2 separate regions of the Mus musculus genome follow, and region 2 is linked to region 1. A link is a contact called in public promoter capture Hi-C data. All regions are on one chromosome and are shown on one strand. The core of a region is the stretch at or near the end of the contact, and the rest is flanking DNA. Distances in the headings are between cores, read along the strand shown.

Region 1 (4,243 bases), core at 1,005-3,504:
TGGAGTCATCTGCCTTGCTGTACCTGCAGCTTCCTACTGGAATTTAGAAGAATAAACTGCCTGCTGAGCTTGCTTTGCAACATAATCCAGCTGAAACAAAGAATGGGTCTGTGGGCTTTCCCTATATACAGTGCTGAATATTAACCTTGGAGTCTTGATCAGAACCTTGTCTTGACTTCATCCTTCTCTCCTCCCCACTCCTTGTCCTTTTCATTCCCAGCCCCCCTTTCAGGTAAACCCAGTTCTCCATGGCTGCTGGACGGCTACATTGGATATTTTCTTTATTTACATTTCAATTGCTTTCCCCTTTTCAGGTCTCCCTTTTGGGAACCCCCTGTCCCATCCCCCCTTCCCCTGCATCTATGAGGGTATTCCCCCACCCACTCACCCATTCTCATCTTCCTGCCCTGGCATTCTCCTACACTGGGCATTGAACAACCTCAGGCCCAAGGACTGCACTTCCCACTGACGTCCAATAACGCCATCCTCTGCTACATATTCGGCTGGAGCCATAGCTCTCTCCATGTGTACTCTTTGGTTGGTGGTCCAGTCCACAGGAGCCAGCGGAGGGAATCTCACCAGTTGACACTGTTGCTCCCTGCAAGGGGCTGCAAAACCCCTCAGCTCCTTCAGCCTCTTCTCCAACTCCTCCATCGAGGACTACGCACTCAGTCCAATAGTTGGGTATAAGCATCTGCCTCTATTTGTCAGGCTCTGGCAGAGCCTCTCAGGAGATAGCCAGCACTTCCCAGCATCCATAATGGCGTCTGGGGAGCAAAGAGCTCTTGTAGCTTCCTGGTGAGCTATTCTGCTCATGGCACCCATTGCTTTGAGTTTTGAGCCTGAAGCAATGATCTTAACTCATGGTTGCCACTTACTGGCTCATATTTTCACCTTCTTTCATAAAATTATTTGTTTATCATGTTCCTTTTTCACATTTAAGAGTACTATTACTTATGTTTACTCTGTTGTTTTATACATCCTAAGTTCCATTATTAATTTGGAAGGGTTTGATACAAAAAGAGGTTTCTAGTTAAAAGCTTGTGTTTATTTCTTCTTGAAATACTCAGTAGACCATTTACTATTGCCATACTCTAAAACCCTGGATAACTTACAATCACCCAACACTTGACTTTAATTCAATATCTTCTTATATGTATGTAATATCACATCACAATCTCTTTCACCCATGCTCTATCTGCATGCCTCTCTCTCTGTCTCTCTCTTCATATGTTTTACTATGACAAGATCAAGGTAATTCTGATAAATATATATATATGTATATATATATATATATATATATATATATATATATATATATATACATATATACATATATATATATTTATCTGACAATCAACTAATGTAAGGACATCATTAGCCCATTAACTAAATTCTCCAGGAGTGCATTGTCAGGATGATTTTCTTTTTATCTGTGTAACAGTGGCTACATTACTGTGCAGTAGCAGTAGCTGGTGATACTCCTGATATTTACCAGCAAGTGCTCAGTTTGCTTCACACTCACATGGACAAATGATTCTTGTCTGTGGTTGTTCTTGTTCCCGTTAGTTTACACTTTGTAGCATAGAGGTGTTTGTAAGCATGTATACCACAAACCATAATACCCCAGTCTCCTATCCTGAGCAGAGCTATTGTGAATTCCTAGTAGACACAGATAGCTTCAGAACTTACACCTTGGAAAAATCTTGCACATTTGCTCAAATCTTCAGTTAAGATGAATCATAAGGCAGAGTCCTGTGCCTGGTATTGAGCATAATGACTGTCAACACACAGTGACAGCTGAGGACATTTCACTGCATCTCAAGTAAGCTGTGAGACCCCTCACACAGGCTTCTGCTCATGTTGTAGTCATCATGGTCATGGGAAATGAGTGTGAGTCCCAAGTTGTCTGTACACACCCCCTGTCTCCTAGAACTCACAGCCAGCAGACTGCTGCCATTACCAGGTAATTGTGAACACCTGGTCAAATTCCACTCTGACCACAGAAAGCATCTTTAAGGAAATCCTTGCTTTCCTTCTTTTTCACTTGTGATAGTTAAAGAAGGAAATAAAACCATCCAGAGTAGATCATGTGTTGTATCTTCTGTTTCAAAGATAAAATTATTTAATCGGTGTGGGCATAATGGAAACCAAGTTCAGTAACTACAGAGAAACCCTCAGTTGCAAGTGTGGGCGGGTGTGGACACAGACAGCAGTGTCCACAGAAGACTTCCTTTTGTTAATTTTGCTTCTCAGAACTTAGAATTTGTCACTGTTCACAGTTCCCATCTCCTGTCTACAATGGACACATCAAAGGTCCATGGCAATGTAAAGCCATTTAGGTGTCCAGGGTATAAGCAAGCATCTTCTCCATCTTTCTCCCCAGGTAAGTGGCTTTATTTATTCTTTTGGAATGTGCATATAGCCTAGATATAAGCCTCCCCCATTATTTTAGAGTTGTAAGCAATTGCTTTGGAATAGTGAGATGACTTATTAGGTAAAAGTACTTGCTGCACAAACCTGACAACTGGAGCAAAAGTAGGGGAGATGGCTTGTTGAAATGGAAGTAAGAGCACTGAGAATTCCAACTGCTTTTGCTGGAAAGAGAATCACTTCTTGAAGTTGTTCTCTGATCTCTACACCTACTATAGTATGCAAACATGAGCAGTCACATAGACTCTCTCTCTCGCACACACACACACACACACACACACACACACACACACACACACACTCACACTCCTATATCCCACACCTGCAATTATACAAAATGGACACACACCTACAGTCACAAACACACACTTATACACACATACACACCTGCAGTCACACAGACACACATTTATCACACACCTGCAATCACAGACACACATCTGTACTATCAAACACATACACTCTCTGTCTCTGCCTCCCTCTGTCTCTCTGTTTCTGTTTTTGTCTCTGTCTCTGTCTCCGTCTCTCTCCCTCTTTCTCTCTCCCCTTTTCTCTCTCTCTCTCTCTCTCTTTCTCTCTCTCTCCTCTCTCTCCTCTCTCTTCTCTCTCTCTCTCTCTCTCTCTCTCTCTCTCTCTCTCTCTCTCACACACACACACACACACTAGCTAGAAACCTGTTGCTTTTAACCAGTGGTTCTTCTGTTGATGTTGATAGTGTAGGACAGCTTGCCTGTAGCTATCTATAGATTCAGAGAGAAAAACTCACATGTTGCTTTTTATTCAAGTAACCTTTATGCACAGGGCTTCTTCTACTCAGCCTTAGTTAAAAACACCCTGAAGAAATAATGTTTTGCAAATATGAGCATGAGAATGTTATTAGAGATACTGCAAACTTGCTGTAATAGGTTGCCCATTCCAGATCGTGGTACACAACAGACTCTCTGGCTCAACTCCACTGCAGTTGCACTTCTAGCATTTAGCATTAGGGAAAAATCAGCCCTCTTTTCTGCCAGTTTAGAAATCTTAGGGAAACAATGTGCAAGACTGAGGTAGTACTCAAAAGTATCTAACAGGACATGAGGATGTATGAAAAGGGACCAGAAACTGAGGTAGAAAATGTGTCAAATTGTCCTGAGATAGCACTGAACTCTGTGACCCAACTGGACTTACTAATATTAATAACACTGCACCATTTCAATTTGTGAAATTCCTATATTGTAAAAACTATGTGATTATCAATATTAAAGATTTTGGTTAGGAACCATCATAAGAGGTAAAATCAGGAAAGCATCTTAGAATCATTATATCAGCTTCATCTTCATGTCAGAGTCAAGAGTAAGTGGAGGCTTTTACAGTGCTAGGATGTTCCCAGTGAGCCAGCGTGATAGAAAGAAGCATGTTTCCTTCTGCTGTGTTCCTGCTTAGCAAAAGTAGGGGAGGGGCTTGTTGAAATGGAAGTAAGAAAGTGCAGGTTGAGAAAGATAATGTGATTTCCTCAGCACTACTATCTCAAATCAAGAGACTAGGAAATTTGTCTACCCTCATTGTAATTATTTTCCTACAGACATCAGCTTGAATGTGAACCTGAAGGACAAAATTAGTACCAGCAAGGCATATGACCCAGTAGTGAAGGAACGGAACCAACCTGCGCCCATTAACTAGGTTCAAACTGTGGGAAATTCATAGCATAAGGATTAGAACTCTCAGTAAACAAACACAGAAAGAGGAACATGAACAGTTACCTACTTTGTGACCAAATAACAGAAAGTTTTCTTTGATGGTAGAATGGATAGAATATATACAGAGCTCA
Region 2 (4,243 bases), core at 777-3,276, 300 kb after region 1:
TAGCCATAAAGAGAGGGAAGACATACAAGAATGTCTGGACTGGCCCAGCGCCTCCCTATCTCCCGCCCTTCTGATCTAAGTTAAATGTTAACCAGATGCTCTGCTGTTACCTCGATCTGCATGTACAGTCTGCTGATGTTTAAATGAGCCAATCATGTGAAACCACGCCAATTCCTCCCCCAGTCCCAGACCCTTTTCTATAAAAACCTCTAGCTTTTAAGCCTCGTGGTCGAATCCACTGTCTCCTGTGTGAGATGACCCGGAGCTCCACCATTAAACTACCTTGTGCATTTACATCAAGTCGGTCTTTTCGTGATTCTTTGGGTGCACGCCAAATTGGGAATTGAGTGGGGGGTTCCTCACTAGGTTCTTTCACAGCAAGGACGGTCTCTCATGAGTTCTTGGGGGGTCTCGTCATCCTGAGACTTGAATGAGAGTCTCCCCTCTTCGGGAGTCTTTCAAAACCAAACAAAATTTTCGTATCCTTTCTAGCTATAATTTCAAGAGAAAAAGCACCTTATTACTTGCTGAACCCAATAATCACAATCAGAGATTTTTCTAGGAGGAACAACTGTCAGCTTCTTTACCATAGAACTTGAGAAGCTGCTGGGCCCTTTAAAAGCAGCATGGCAGGTAATCAGCCCCTAGCAGGGCTTCTCCAGCTGTGATTGACTCCTAACTATAGGTGCAGGGCTCCAAAGGACAATTAAGACTGCCTTTAAACAAGCTAAATTAAATCAGGGGGTGGGCAGCCAGCACATAAAGTTTTAGCCATTTTTTTCTTTTCAACACTAAACACGAACAACAATCATTCAAACAACGAAACAAAAACAGGTGTAAATTGACACACATGGACAGATTGGTGCACCAAGGACAGACAATAGACAGAGAGGGAAGAGAACTTGATGTCCTAAAGGGACCTAGAACCAGGACTAAGGATATCTCCAGTAGGAGCCAGAGAGGAAGCAGGATGTCTTCTGATTTCCTCCTGTCCCAAGGAGAGCTCTGAAATAGCTTATCTCTTTTGCTAACATGTCCTGGACAGGGGATACCTGCTTTTCTGAAACCTATTCTCTCTCTCTCTCTCTCTCTCTCTCTCTCTCTCTTTCTCATGTCATTTGAATACCATTTCTACTTCTGGGCACCATGGACAGCATAAATCTACTTGTGCTAAGAATTTTTCTAACATCTGTTTTTAAACCCTGCTCCTCTCACCTGATGCAACTCTTGGCTGTGGAGAAATGGCTATATAGAATTCCCCTGTCCCGTTGAGCTGTTACCCCTAGGTGAAGTTGGCTTCGGGTCAACACCTCTTCAGCCCAGCTGTATGCCCTTAATACACCTCCTGCAACAACAGCCTCCCTAAAATAAACTAACTAGTGTTAGCATTAATGTTGTTCATTACTGGGCAGGATACCATTACTTCTTCTGTTTTCTGTGGAGCTCCACTCAAGCCAGTGTTTCTCAGTGCTTCCTCCCACTTCCCCATTTTCAGGCCTCAAGCTATGCACCACCTGTAGCCATCCAGTAGCCACTGAGAACTGGGTTAACCTGAAAGGGGGGCTGGGAATGAAAAGGACTATGGGCTGCAAGAAAAGGATGAAGCCAAGATCAAGGCAAAGTTTAATTCTGCAGCTCCAGGTAAAAAGGGAAGACCACAAAACCCAACCTTTGTTTAGGCTGTATTATGTTGCAAAGCAAGCTCAGTGAGCTTATTTCAGGAACTTGCAGGTGCAGCAAGGCGATAACTCCACTTGAGCCTGCTCAAGGTTGGGGGAAGGGCATGGTGGTGCACCAGGGAGCATTTGAGATTTGAATCACTCCGATTATTTCCCTGTTTCAGAGTTTAATCATATGCTGTTTCTGCACTGTGTGGTAGGAGCAAATTGCGCAACTCGTATGAAGCTAATATTATCCAAGCACAGTTTAAAAAATTACCTTATGTAAAGAAAAAGGAAGAAATATGAGGAAGAAAAGTGTTCCTCTTTCAATCTTATTTATTCTTGTCTGAGGCAATAAACTGACTGTGGCTCATAGACACATATTTGAGAGTCTGGCATAGTGGTTTTTCAAAAGGAAATTTGAGCTTGTGAGGTTAGCCACAGTTTACAGAGGGTTGAAAGTCTAGGTAGGCTTACTTAACTGTCAGCCCTCTCACCTTTTTCGAAGGACATTTTCTGGAGCCTTCTTTGAATATTCATCAATGTCTGAAGAAATTGTTTATGCAAATCTCAAAATCCAGGACCCTGATAAAAAAGAAGAAACCCAGAAGTCTGACAAATGTGGGGGAAAAGGTAAGATTTTGAGCCATGGATGAGATGGCAGTGACCACAGATTCATGCAATGTGAATTTTTAATTTTTATTTCTTTAAATTTTAATATGCCATATGAATTTTTGTTCAGCCTTTCATTTAAACCCCAAATAACAAAGTGATTAAAAATAATTTTTTTCTTTAAAGCATAAGGTATTTCTTTAAGCCATTGTAATACAACATTGTATTTTACATTTTTAATATTAAATTAAATTGAGGTATGTGGAAAGAGATTGTATTTTCAAATGACAGTGTTTTATTGTGAAGGTTTTGTTTTGTTTTGGTGTGTGTGTGTGTGTGTGTGTGTGTGTGTGTGTGTGTGTGTGTGTGTGAAGCCATGGAATTAGGACTATACCTTATTCAGGAAAGTCATGGGCTTATATGTTCTTGCTAGATTTTTGAACGCAAACTGCTTGAAGTGTAGGAGAAAGACAAAGAAGGGGAGAACATTTTTTATTTTTAAATCTGGCTTCTCTCCTCATTGTTCATGGAGCTTGCTCTGATCCAGATCTTCAGGAGTTTCCATATTTTATCCTAGCATTCAAATCTCTACTCTTTGTCTTAAATTTAGGTTAAATTTAATCTGTGTATGTGTGTGCATATGTGTATGAACATGTATGAGTGTGTGTGTGTGTGTGTGTGTGTGTGTGTGTGTGTGCACGCGCATATGTGTACGTGTGTGTATATGTGTGCTTGTGCCACAGTGCTTGTGTGGCAGCCTGAGGACAGTTTGAGGAGACAGTCCTCTCCTTGCATCATGTGAACCACCAGGAATTTCCCTTAGGTTATAAGGCTTGCAAAGCAAGTACAGTTAGGCCCTGAGCTACTTCTGAGTCATGTCTCTACCTCATTGCTGTGCCTTTCTGCTGTTTTTATATTGCTGAGCATTCCATTTTAAGATTGCTCTTTTGGTAGATCTAAGGGAGTGGTTCTCTAATCTCAGATATCCAGTAAGATTGGAAGTTCAAGGCCTACTTGGGCTATGAGAGAGTTCAGAGTCAACCTGTGCAGTCAGTTAAGTGAGATCCTGTCTCAAAATAAGAGGTAAGAAGAGAGCTGAGGATACAGCTGAGTGCTAAAGCACTCATTTAGCATATTCAAGGCTCTACTCTCAATACAATATAACACAACATGACATACTCAGCACAACACCCAAAACATATCAAAACCTACAGGAAATTCCTTCACACTGTGCATTCTCTGTGACACATCCCCCTGGTTTTCACTATCCCTGTGGCTGAGCTGGTTTTGTTCTTCTGCTTGTCCTGGCTTGATTGTGTTCTTTGATGGAGCACTGGAGGGCTCTTCCTAGGTCTCTTGCTCTAGTGTCACTCTACATGCATTTCTAAGTTATCTCGTGGCTTTCACTCTCAAGTTCCTATCTATCTATCTATCTATCTATCTATCTATCTATCTATCTATCTATCTATCTATCATCTACCTATCTCTATCATCTCTATATATCTATTACCTATGTATCTATCATTTCTCTATTAATCAGTCATTTTGCACTTTGTTTCCTGTCCTTTAAAATGCGTCTAGATGACAACAAAAACACACACACCTTACTACTCTGTTTTATTAGTAGCCACAGTAGTGTCTAGTACCTAAATGGCACAGATCTGATAACTTTTAAATAACTGAATATATATATATATATATATATATATATATATATATATATATGTTATATATAAATGAGAAAATAATTATAACAAAAGATAGACTATGAGTTTGTATTTCAAACCTCAGATAATGACTGGAACATTTATAGTATTTTCACTAACAATAATTTTCCAAAATATTAAGAAATTAAATTTTATATTTTATATGTCACTTTGTGAGACTTCACAACATTGTTATGCTATCATCTGTTGATATAAACCACATTTCAGGAGCAGAGTAAGAGCATTAGGTTAGTCTTGAGTTAC

The links. Capture Hi-C pulls out chosen DNA fragments and counts their contacts.
Region 2: a promoter capture Hi-C map of adipose tissue shows a contact between it and region 1. The contact joins the promoter of Clec12a here to the promoter of Klrb1f in region 1. A contact is called at or near these places in 18 of 39 promoter capture datasets (the 3T3-L1 cell line, 3T3-L1-derived adipocytes, the C10 cell line and 11 more), 1 of 15 datasets of contacts at CTCF or cohesin (large pre-B cells), 6 of 484 Hi-C or Micro-C datasets (the HPC-7 cell line, LSK cells, cardiomyocytes and 3 more), 5 of 115 datasets of contacts at active chromatin or transcription factors (CD8 T cells, bone marrow-derived dendritic cells, bone marrow-derived macrophages and 2 more) and 5 of 9 other capture datasets (adipose tissue, embryonic stem cells, liver and 2 more).

Annotation. Positions count from the first base shown.
Region 1 is chr6:129,043,647-129,047,889 of GRCm38.p6, forward strand. Klrb1f (killer cell lectin-like receptor subfamily B member 1F) reads left to right here and starts at 2,255. Exons shown (of 6, transcript NM_153094.2): 1 at 2,255-2,386. The coding sequence starts at 2,302.
Region 2 is chr6:129,348,218-129,352,460 of GRCm38.p6, forward strand. Clec12a (C-type lectin domain family 12, member a) reads left to right here and starts at 2,027. Exons shown (of 6, transcript NM_177686.4): 1 at 2,027-2,294. The coding sequence starts at 2,204.